4 separate regions of the Sus scrofa genome follow, and all the other regions are linked to region 3. Evidence: chromatin contacts called from public HiChIP or PLAC-seq data. All regions are on one chromosome and are shown on one strand. Each heading gives the region's core, a stretch centred on a gene start, on an enhancer-like site or on the middle of the called end of the contact. The rest is flanking DNA. Distances are from core to core; before and after follow the strand shown. Region 1 has its middle 140 kb from the start of SGK1. Region 2 has its middle 100 kb from the start of SGK1. Region 3 has its middle 240 kb from the start of ALDH8A1. Region 4 has its middle 77 kb from the start of SGK1.

Evidence for each region. HiChIP or PLAC-seq counts read pairs in DNA pulled down with a chosen protein or histone mark.
Region 1: a contact with region 3 is called in an H3K27ac HiChIP or PLAC-seq map of alveolar macrophages. The contact joins two enhancer-like sites. A contact is called at or near these places in 2 of 2 datasets of contacts at active chromatin or transcription factors (alveolar macrophages and skeletal muscle).
Region 2: an H3K27ac HiChIP or PLAC-seq map of alveolar macrophages shows a contact between it and region 3. The contact joins two enhancer-like sites. A contact is called at or near these places in 1 of 47 Hi-C or Micro-C datasets (embryonic fibroblasts) and 1 of 2 datasets of contacts at active chromatin or transcription factors (alveolar macrophages).
Region 4: an H3K27ac HiChIP or PLAC-seq map of alveolar macrophages shows a contact between it and region 3. The contact joins two enhancer-like sites. A contact is called at or near these places in 2 of 47 Hi-C or Micro-C datasets (fetal skeletal muscle and subcutaneous adipose tissue) and 1 of 2 datasets of contacts at active chromatin or transcription factors (alveolar macrophages).

The regions. Positions count from the first base shown.
Region 1 is chr1:29,610,866-29,613,630 of Sscrofa11.1, forward strand. No RefSeq gene overlaps it. Among named protein-coding and RNA genes, the nearest start is that of SGK1, 140 kb to the right of the region's middle. Within about 2 kb of position 1,321, at least 7 of the 83 cell types and tissues checked have an H3K27ac peak or open chromatin away from gene starts, as enhancers often do. A contact at or near this core is called in alveolar macrophages, where this site is marked.
Region 2 is chr1:29,643,424-29,646,282 of Sscrofa11.1, forward strand. It overlaps a transcript of SGK1 not described here. Among named protein-coding and RNA genes, the nearest start is that of SGK1, 100 kb to the right of the region's middle. Within about 2 kb of position 1,443, at least 2 of the 83 cell types and tissues checked have an H3K27ac peak or open chromatin away from gene starts, as enhancers often do. A contact at or near this core is called in alveolar macrophages, where this site is marked.
Region 3 is chr1:29,300,834-29,303,533 of Sscrofa11.1, forward strand. No RefSeq gene overlaps it. Among named protein-coding and RNA genes, the nearest start is that of ALDH8A1, 240 kb to the left of the region's middle. Within about 2 kb of position 1,413, at least 3 of the 83 cell types and tissues checked have an H3K27ac peak or open chromatin away from gene starts, as enhancers often do. A contact at or near this core is called in alveolar macrophages, where this site is marked.
Region 4 is chr1:29,669,385-29,672,117 of Sscrofa11.1, forward strand. It overlaps a transcript of SGK1 not described here. Among named protein-coding and RNA genes, the nearest start is that of SGK1, 77 kb to the right of the region's middle. Within about 2 kb of position 1,342, at least 19 of the 83 cell types and tissues checked have an H3K27ac peak or open chromatin away from gene starts, as enhancers often do. A contact at or near this core is called in alveolar macrophages, where this site is marked.

The sequences.
Region 1 (2,765 bases), core at 71-2,570, 310 kb after region 3:
CTAGTTGGGTTTGTTAGTGCTGAGAACTCCTTAGTGGTTCATTTTATTCTCTACTTGAACTACCTGAATAAAATTATGGTCAATTTTGTTGTTTCTTGTTTTGGCGATGAGGTTTTGCTAATTAGATCATTTGATAAAGCCATAGGCTCATTAGATCAAAGTTTCATGCCCTGAAATTCACCACCCCACATTGAACCCCAACATAGTCACAGTGTTTGTCACAAATAGGACCAGATGCTTGATGCTCAGTGGTTGTAGAATGCATCTTCGTTGAAATTACAGTCTGAAATGTTACTTTTCACATAAGTTATCAATAAATGTCATCCCTTTTAGCTACATTTAGTTCTTCCATATTGAAGAGTATGTCTGAGGGTAAAGCAATAAGCGTCTGAATGGTACTAAAAATAGTCATTTACGTGTGTAACCAGTGTGAGTTGTTCCCTGACACTAAGAGTACAATAAATGCCACCATCTGTGGGGCATTTAATAACCAGCTCCCTAGACACACACACACACACACACACACACACACACACTCACAGTTCTACCCCAGTTTACACTATGCGGAAAAGCTACTCTGCCTGGATGGCCCCAGGGCCCAGACTTGAGAAACCCACAGCCTTTTTGAAATTATCTTCCCAGAGTCCATCAACTTCTCTATTCCTCTTTTTTTGGTAGGAAATTTGAAAGAAAAAGCTATTATATATTCCTGGAGGCAACCATAAACCTAGCAAGAGGCCTCAAAAGGATGGATCCAGCCTACACACAATTTTTTTTGTCTCTCGAGAGAGTTTTAAAAATTAGAAAAATTTTTCATAAATATATGGTTGTTCAGTTTCTCTAAAATGTCAGAAGATCCAGCATCCCCAGACTGTCATTTCCATGGGTGACAATTTGCTGGGGCTGAGTAGCAGCCCCCTTTTCAGGGGGCCCCAGTCACCTCAGTCCCTGACAGACTCACTCAGTTCCTTAGCCGACCTAGCCCTAACAAGATTCAAGTTTTGACCTGGCCTAAACATTAGGGCGAGGACAGGAGGTCTATAACAGTGAGAAAAACCTCAAAAATATTGATTCTTTGATGAACATGTCTGTAAGCACCAGCTCGTTGCGTGTTTGCATAACTTCCCTCTGTTTCAACTTCCCATAGCAACAAGCAAATAATTGCCCAAAACTTCTCACGGGTGAGGACATATTTCAAAATTCATATACTGACTCATTTCAATCTTCACAAAAACTCTATGGGGTAATATATTTTTATCTCCATTTTGAGATGAGGAAACTAAAGAACGGAATTAAGTAACTTTTTCCAGGTCACATTGCTAGAACTCAGTGAAGAGGGAAGAATTAAACCCAAGTAATCTGTCATCAGAGTCTTTGTTTTTAGCCACCATCACATTCTATCACGCCCTGCATTCAGTTAAAAATTCTATTCTTCAGAGTTCCCGTGGTGGCTCAGTGGTTAGCGAATCTGACTAGGAACCATGAGGTTGCAGGTTTGATCCCTGGCCTCAATCACTGGGTTAAGGATCTGGCGTTGCCGTGAGCTGTGGTGTAGGTCGCAGATGCAGCTCCGATCCCGAGTTGCTGTGGCTCTGGTGTAGGCCGATGGCTACAGCTCCGATTTGACCCCTAGCCTGGGAACCTCCATATACCACGGGAGCGGCCCTAGAAAAGGCAAAAAGATTAAAAAAAAAAAAAAAAAAAAAAAAAAAAAACCTATTCTTCAAAACATCTCTCCATGTCTATGAAAGATACTCTAGATCCTCAAAGTCACTGCCTATGGGCTCCCAGACACCCTGAATGTATTATCACCAAAATCATCATACAGCCCCAGGATTGCCAGTCAAACTTTCTGTCCAGCTTTGAGCAACAACAGTGTCTTATTCACCATTGTCAGGTGTATAGCAGACATTCAATACGTCTTTGTTGAGTGAAAAAAATAAAACACGTGCTTTGTTTTTTTGCTTTTTAGGGCTGCACTTGAAGCACATGGAAGTTCCCAGGCTAGGGTCAAATTGGAGCTATAGCTGCTGGCCCATGCTACAGCTCCAGCCACAACCACAGCAACTCAGGATCTGAGCCGCATCTTTGACCTATACCACAGCTCACAGCAACGTGGGATCCCTAACCCACCCAGTGAGGCTAGGGATCAAACCCGCATCCTCACGGATACTTGGAATTGTTTCCTCTGTGTCACAATGGGAACTCCAAAGTGTGTTTTTAAGACTTTGCATGGCTACCCTCTTGCACCAAATTATCATCACATCGAAATCAGACCCATTAACATCCTAGTCTCATTGCCTCTGGACTCCCATCTTTCCACTGCTATGTTCTCCTCCACAAAGGCAGACGATAGCAGCTGGTGCACAGATATTGTGAGGATTTAATGAAATGTTTATAAAGTGCCTAACCCAGTGTCTGGTAGTTATAAAGCACTCACAATGTAGTACCTACTGTGGTGGATGCTACTAGAATATTGCATTTAACATCCTTTTTATAAAGTTATCCCCAGGTCCAACATAAACTCCTGCCTCCAGCCGGCATGTGACTTCTTTTTCATCCCCCCTTGTGATTCTCCATCTGGCATAAAGGACAAAGTGCCAAAAGCCACAGAAGAAGTAGGTCTCAGCCCCTAGGAGCAGAAATTGTACTTGAGAATTTGGAATGTATTACTCTTATGTTAACACCTACAAGTGTGTATTATAGAATATAATATGAAATTCGCATAAATTTTTAAAAGGATAAAACATGACTTAAAGAAAATT
Region 2 (2,859 bases), core at 193-2,692, 340 kb after region 3:
GGCTTTTGTGGCAGGGAAAAAGCCAGTGAAAGAGGAAAGAACTTCCCTGGAGTCTTAAAGAGAAATGGCAAACTTGGGATTAGAATTGGGATCCTTCTTTGTGGCCATAAACTCTTTTAGCCTCTCAGATATCTACTGTTATTGTTTGTTTTTCTACTTTTCTTGATTTACTTTCTCTATTTGAATTCAAGAAGCATTTTGTTTTGTGAAGAAGTGAGGTATTTGGATATTCTTGGGAACAGCTGATGCTAATGTGCTTTAGCTTAAATTACATTATTCCTCCCCACCTACCACGGGGCAAAAAAAAGCCATAGGAACTGGAAAACTACCAGAGGCTCCTAAAGCCTGTCAGAGGAAATGGCCTAATTCTTTCTTTGAAACTAGAACAAACAGACAGAGCCAAACACTGAGTATTAACAAACTGGAAATCTTTTTTCTATATTGTAAATCTTTTTTTTTTTTTTTTTCCGTCTTTTTAGAGCCACACCTGCAACACATGGAAGTCCCGGGATAGGGGTCAAATCAGAGCCGCAGCTGCCGGCCTATGCCACAGTCACAGTCACAGCAACTCAAGATCTGAGCCATGTCTGCGACCTACACCACAGCTCACAGCAACCCGGGATCCTTAACCCACTGAGCAAGGCCAGGGATAGAACCTGCATCCTCATGGATACTAGTGGGGTTCTTAACTCTGTAAGCCACAATGGGAACCTGGACATTTTTTAAAAAATGGTTTACTAAGCAGAAGCATAAAATAATCTTAAGGACAACATTTTTTTTTTTTTTTTTTTTTTTGGTCTTTTTGCCATTTCTTGGGCTGCTCCTGCAGCATATGGAGGTTCCCAGGCTAGGGGTCAAATCGGAGCTGTAGTCACCGGCCTACGCCAGAGCCACAGCAACATGGGATCTGAGCCGCATCTGCAACCTACACCACAGCTCACAGCAACACTGGATCCTTAACCCACTGAACAAGGCCAGGGATCAAACCCCCAACCTCATGGTTCCTAGTCGGATTCGTTAACCACTGAGCCATGACGGTAACTCCCCTAAATATTTTTTTAATTTTGTTAATTGTAGTTTAATATAATTTATACCTTTGTAATCCTATGTATTTTACTTAATTCATTAACAATTTATTCTAGGAAGGGATTTCTAGACTTTGCCAGATTGCCAGAAGGGATCTAGGCTCAAAAAGTCAAGAGGCCCTGTAGTCATTCCCCTTCCTTAGTCTGTTCTTCTGACCTTGAACTCTTCACTCTTGACCTGGCCAACACACACTCTCATTCCTCAGGGCAGGATTGAAAGGTAGCCCTTAAAAGTGCCTTCCCTGATCCTCCCAGATTGGGAGAACTTCCTGTCTGTTTCGTTAGCAGTGAACTTCCCTCAGTTATGGGTTGATTTCACTATGATTCAACAATCGTTTCACCGTTTGACCCTTAACACACACATAAGCTCTTTAAAATGAGCCCAGTGGCTTTATTCCTGTTATATCCGCTGTGCCCAACCCATAGATGTGTTTAGTTATTCTCTGTTCAACTCTGAGTGATTCTCACCACATTTTAGCAGCATGCCTTCCTGGGCCATTCATTCATACCAACATTTATTCTGAATCTGCTAGGTTCCTGGGATTTTCCAGGCCCTGGAAATAAGGCAGAGGTTATATAGAAAGTAATTCCTGACCTAGATGCTTACAGGCTCATGAAGGGAACTAGTCGATAAACAAAGTTTGGAAAGTGAAATATTCCAGTCACAGAAGAACACTACTGTGTGATTGCTGTAGTATAAGGTATCTAGAGTAGTCAAATTCACAGGGACAGAGAGTACCAATGGTGGGTGCCAGAGGCTGGGGGGAGGGGCTGTCAGGGATGAAGAGGTACTTTTTAATGGGGTACAGATTTTCAGTTTTGAAAGACTGGTCTGGAGATGGGTGGTGGTGATGGCACAACAATGTGAAGAACGGAACTGCACACTTAGAGATGTTTAAAATGGTAAATTTTATGTTATGTAAATTTCACTACAACATTTAAAGATTGGTCTGGAGATGGGTGGTGGTGATGGCACAACAATGTGAAGAACTGAACTGCACACTTAGAGATGTTTAAGATGGTAAATTTTATGTTATGTAAATTTCACTACAACATTTAAAAAGTAAAGCACGCTGTAGTAGATGGGAAACGTGCTAAAGAAAAATAAAGATGAGAAGGAGGAATAGGAAGGGCTGAGAGGTAAGAGGCTGGGACAGACCTCAGGGCTGTAGGATTTCTTACCTGTTTTTGTTCAGGGCCTGAGCTACAGGCACCCAAACCACATGTTTGGAAGAGGATTCAGAAAGCCCTAAATCTTTCATCTGATCATCCGTGGGTACTAAAGCAGAACTTTTGTAATACAAGTTGCTAAATTTCCAAGACTTGGATGCTTTTCATTCCTCCAGCACCTTCTGGAAAAAGCATACAGTCCATGAGTGAAATCCTCAGGAAGAATATTTGGCAACTCAGATTGTCACTTGGACCTACCATTTATCTTTTCCCGTCCACTTTTCAGTTTGACATAAGCATTTTGCCACTGCGCGTCATCAAAGAATTATGAGACGATTTGAGGAGGTGCATATGATTCATTTTTGAAAATCAGATAATTATATCTGATTTATGTCTTCAGTGTCCTCATAAATCACCTTAATATCCATGCTTCCTTGAGTTTGGCTTTATACAATTTACTTTCCTTAACTCAAAAAAGATAATCAGGTGTTCCCATCATGGCGCAGTGGTTAACAAATCCAACTAGGAGACATGAGGTTGCGGGTTCGATCTTTGGCCTTGCTCAGTGGGTTAAGGATCTGGCGTTGCCATGACCTGTGGTGTA
Region 3 (2,700 bases), core at 163-2,662:
TGCTCAGTGGGTTAAGGATCTGGCGTTGCCATGAGCTGTGGTGTAGGTTGCAGATGCAGCTCGATCCTGTGTTGCTGTGGCTCTGGTGTAGGCTGGCGGCTACAGCTCTGATTTGACCTCTAGCCTGAAAACCTCCATATGCCTCTGAAGCAGCCCAAGAAATGGCAAAAAGCCAAAAAAAAAAAAGAAAGAAAGAAAGAAAGAAACTAAACAAAACTTGTGTCTATTTCTCCAACATATCCCTAGCCTGCTGCATGATGACTGATGCATAGAGCAGGGACTGTATCCGTATCAGTTGCATGAATGAAAGTTTTAAATTCCACACACTCTGAAGCACACTCTGTTTGGTCAGAAAAAAAGTCATGCTCTAAACTACTCAAGCCGTAGTTTCCTTTTTCAAATGACAACGGGGTACTGAGACAGTTCCCTGAGCTCAGTTAGCTTCTGACTCAGTGAACTACCAGAGGTCTCCTCCTTAGGACTGACTGAGTTGGCCGGGATCAGAAGCACACGTTCAGACACCAGCTGAGAACACAGTTTTCAAGACGACCTAGAGGGGATGAGGTGGTTTAAAAGCTGAAGCTCTAAGGGTGTTGCTTACCCTGCAGCCATACATACATGCCTCTACTGGCTAAAGCAATCGTGACACCGTGTAATACTGTGCTGTCATTAGAAAAGATGACACAGGAGGACACTGAATGACATGGGAAAATGGGGTACATAACATCAGGGAGAGTACGTTCCCATGTTAGCTAAAGGAAATATAGAGATGTCTATTCTTATGAGGCACAGACCCAGAAGAGATACACTAAAGTGTTAACACCCTCTCTGGGTGAAGTGACTATGAGTATGTTTTAAAAATTTCTTCTCTTCGCTTATTTTTCTGTCAAAAATGTTTTTAAAAAGATAAACAAGAATTGGAAGGCTTGTTTCTGTGACTATTACATAATGCTTATTTGCCACCTTATCAAATCAAGGCAGTTGTTTTTCTTTAACCAAAATTTTTTCTACAACACAATGCTTTAAAAAAAAAAAAGAGGGAAGGGATAATCTATGTTCCCAAAGCCAGAGAACTAACAAACAAGCCTCTCATTACCCAAGGAACTGGCAAAATAGGCCAGGTAGATTGTCCCTCCATGAAAGTGTTGATAACGGTGACCTACCTGGCTATTATGCTGACAAGCTCTGGTGGCAGGAAAATAGATGTAATTATAAGAATTTTTGACAGTTATGCAGTAGTTTTCTTCACAGAACTGACACGTTTTGTGTAAAAATATTTGACTTTGCTTAAAAATCTCCCGCTGGTACAGAGGAGAAGCTGCATATTTCATGAGCATTCAGATCAGGGATAAGCAACATGGGAACAAATGTTGCAGCATTGAGACCACGCATATCTTAAGCTGGTCACATGCACATTAAGTGGCTTTCTAGAACCAGAGAAATGCTGGATTGCTTCATGGTGTGTAGTCCTTACTGCTTTACAAAAGTAACGAAACCTTTAGTTGTGACGTCTGGCTCTTGATCATTACGAACCATGAAGAATTATATCCTGGAACTTCCCGTTGGGCATAAAGGGTGACCACTTCATTGGAAATAGCAGAAAAGCAGCTAGAGAATGACTTTGGGCAGCTCCACCTTAGGAGACCACATGCAATTAGTGGCTTGGGAAAAATCCATGTCCCCACCATAGAATTGGTACATGGACATAGCACCATCCTGGCACAGAAAATTTCCCCAAAATATTTGTTAAACAAGTGGATGTGTTGTACAAATGTCCAGATAGAGAGGCATACTGCAAACTCACACGTCAATCTCCCCTAACCTACTTGCTTCATGTAAATTAATCAAAATTAATCCACCTCTACCTCTCTATGTAGTTCCTATATAGCACTGCTGAAGGTAGGTCTGAAGTTTCTCTTTTCTCTAGAAAAATACCTAAGAATTTTGTCTCTAGATATTATTTGCTTAATTCGAATGGCAAAATAAAAATGAATACACAGAAGTCAACACAACACATGTACAGGCAAACTTTTGCAGTTTAAGAGCATAATTTTTGTTAAAAGGTACACATGAACACACACACACACACAGAGCATTAACTGGTCCCCGTACATAAATAGCAAACTTCTAGAGTCTGTAATAAGCTGTCGTTTCTTTGGTATTTTTAAAAATAATATCTGAACCTACTAAAATAATTCTCTTTGTTCTCCTCCTCCTCTGCTTTCTCACTATTTTAAAGCAATTACTAAATAGAACTTGAACCCAGAGAAGATGATAAAAGAGGGCAAGTAGAAAGAACCTGACTATTATGAAGCATCTATTGTGTGCCAGGCACATTTAATACTTCTTTAGGCATTTACATTTAATATTTCTTTTAATCCTCAAAAACCCTTGCCCAGTAGATATCATTAACACTATTTTATGCACCAGGAAATATATTCAGAGAGAACAAGAGATCTGCACAAACTCAAGTAACTGATCAATGATTGAGCAGGGCTGGGACTCAAGTCTGAGAAGCTCGGAGTTTTCACTGCATCACTGTCAATAATGTAGAAATATTCCTGCTCCCTGACAGAAGATTATTATAATTTGGAAAACCATTTAATCCATGGTGTCTTCCCTCGCCTCCTCCTATTTGACTGTGGTGTCAGATTTTGACACCAAGTGTCCCCTGGAGTTTGAAATAGAAAAGGACTGTGG
Region 4 (2,733 bases), core at 92-2,591, 370 kb after region 3:
TCCCTGATTTCTTCCAACTGGCCCAAAAATCTACCTTTTTTTTTTTTTTTTCCCCTGTCATAGCACTTTGTACAATATTCTTCCATGGCTTGTATTAGCAAAGACTAACCAAGTGTTCACCCAGTGCCAAGCACTGAATTTACTTGCACTGTCTCATTTTAGTCTTCACAAAACCCTGATGAGGTTGGTATTATGGTGTTATTATTATCTCTATTTCACAAGTGTAGAAACTGTGCTTGGAGAGTCTCAATCAATTGCCCAAGCAGTGATGCTGGGCTTTGCAGCCAGGCAGTACAGTTCTAGAGCTTTTAACTGTTTGCTACATTAACACTTACTATGATGTGGTAACCCACAGGCACATGGGGCAGTTTCCTCTGAAATGCAAGCAGCCTCATTCAAAGGTCACTCAAACAATGACATTTCTTTGTGCCTCTACCACCCAGCATAATGCCAGGCAGAGAGTTGTTCAACTTTAGTTGAAACCTTTAAATGCTAAGGAGTATGCAAGCTAGGTAAGTACAGAAAAAGCTCCACTGGATTTGAGAATCGGGTCTATTGGCATCCCAGTAAAAACTTGTTTCAACGGAGTGAGACGCTTTGCCTTGTTCGTCTCTTTAGTCCCGGAAAACATTAGGTGATTCATAAATAGTCTTTCATGAGTAAATTACTATGGGTGGAGGAGTAAACCTAAGGTGAAGAAATGGAGATCATGTTTTCATGAAGTGGCCTAAGAAGGAAAAGGGCCTGGGTGGTGGTGAAAGAGGGTTTCTGTAAACAAGGACGTTTGTGGGTGAAACGGGGATGTAACGTGTTTAGGGAGTTTGCTGGCTTTTGAGAGCTCTTTCAAGACCAGTGTGTTGAATACTGGAGACAGCAGCCAAGACAGAGGGAGAAGTTAAAGGTCCTGGAACCGGGGATTTCTTGAAAGAACCACAAGAGGAAGGTTCCAAAGCGCGTGGGGGTGGGTGAGCTGCGGCCCAGCCGGCCAGGTTCTTTCCCGAGGATCAGCCCAGCGTTGCCGTTTTCCCTGAGCCTCATTTTTCAATTCCAAGCGCAGAGAGCCCAGACCGCCCCTGAGAGCGATGGCCTGAAATAATTCTCTCCTTCTTCCTCTTTTTCTTTTTTCAAAAATATTTCTACATCCAGGAAAGACTCATTCAACCTTAAAGGCTCAGTCCCAGAACTGAAAGGACTGAGGAAATCTTGACTCCATTTCCAGAGAAAGACTGAGGTCCATGAGTTCGGAGCCTTTTCTATTTCAAGCTGGGTGGGGTGGCGTGAGTATCTCGTGGGGAGGAGCCCGAGGGGGATTCATGGAACTGAGTAGGAGGACTGTGTTTGGTGTTGAATCCTCTCGCCGTCAGGCTGCTGCAGGGCACGGAGGGCGGGCGCTGCAAAGCACGGAGGGCGAGGCGGGCGGCTAAAGCAAGAGATGGAACTAGGGGTACCGGCCGCTGTGAGCAGCAGCGTAGAAAAGGGTGGAGGAGTTCCCGTCGTGGCTCACTGGTTAAGGAATCCGACTAGGAACCCTGAGGTTGCGGGTTCAATGCCTGGCCTTGCTCAGTGGGTTGAGGATCCGGCGTTGCCGTGAGCTGTGGTGTAGGTCGCAGACGCAGCTCGGATCCCGCGTTGCTGTGGCTCCGGCGTAGACCGGTGGCTACCGCTCCGATTAGACCCCAAACCTGGGAATCTCCATGTGCCGCGGGAGCGGCCCAAGAAATGGCAAAAAGCCAAAAAAAAAAAAAAAAAAAAAAAAGGATGGAGAGATGGGGTCCTCTCTTTTCTGCCACTTCCCCTTCGTCTTCCCCGGCACCCCATCCCCCCAGACTAAGCCTGGGGAAAACACAGGGTGGACCCTGAGAACCTAGAACAGGATGCTACTCCCTCGGTCGACGCTTCGAAGAAAGGACCGGGAAATCCCAAGTGCAAGGGCATGAAAGGATGGGGAATTCCAGAAGCCACCCTGGGTGCCGGCTCTGGGGAGCTAGTGCTGTGTAAAGGAATTAGTTCTTCAGAGCACATTTATTACCTTGATAGTGGATGGTTAGCAAAGCGTGTTAGGATCTATAAATGAACGGAGTTATTGGCAAAAATAATCAAGCAGTACCTATTTTTATTGCCTATTATTTGGAAGACCTGATGCCTCTGGGGAAGTTAAAAAAAAAAAAAAGCCTAAGACGCTGTCCTCACCCTTCTGTTCCAGGTGAAGAGATGACATGGGCATAATAAGTAGCAGTGAGCTTCAAAGCCCCATGGTTTTATATAAGCAATAAACACTACAGATGTTCAGAGGGAAGAAAGCTAGACGATGACGACCTGGTATAGCTCCAGTGAGGAAATCAGATTAGTATCACTGACCTTGTATCATAGCCACTGTCGTATTTTAGGAGCCATGCCTCTCAAGCCACCCCAGGCACCAATGTGAAAAGAATTTGCTTCCAGGAGCCTTCTCCTGAATTACATTAATGTCATAACCAGCCTGCTGGCAGGCCCCCTCTGGAAAAGGAATCGGTGTGGAAGGCTCTTTTTATAATCAATTGAATTTTTCAAATAATTTCACTCAAAAACTTGCTCGACCATATCTGAGCTAAAAGCTACCGTGGCATCATATAAACAAAGTCAGTTTTTTATTGTAAAAAACACCCCTCTGGAAACTGCCACAATTGTGCCCTACATCAAGTTTGCTTGGATTTTAGGGAAAAGACAGCCCTTTACTGCTGGAAAACAAAAGGA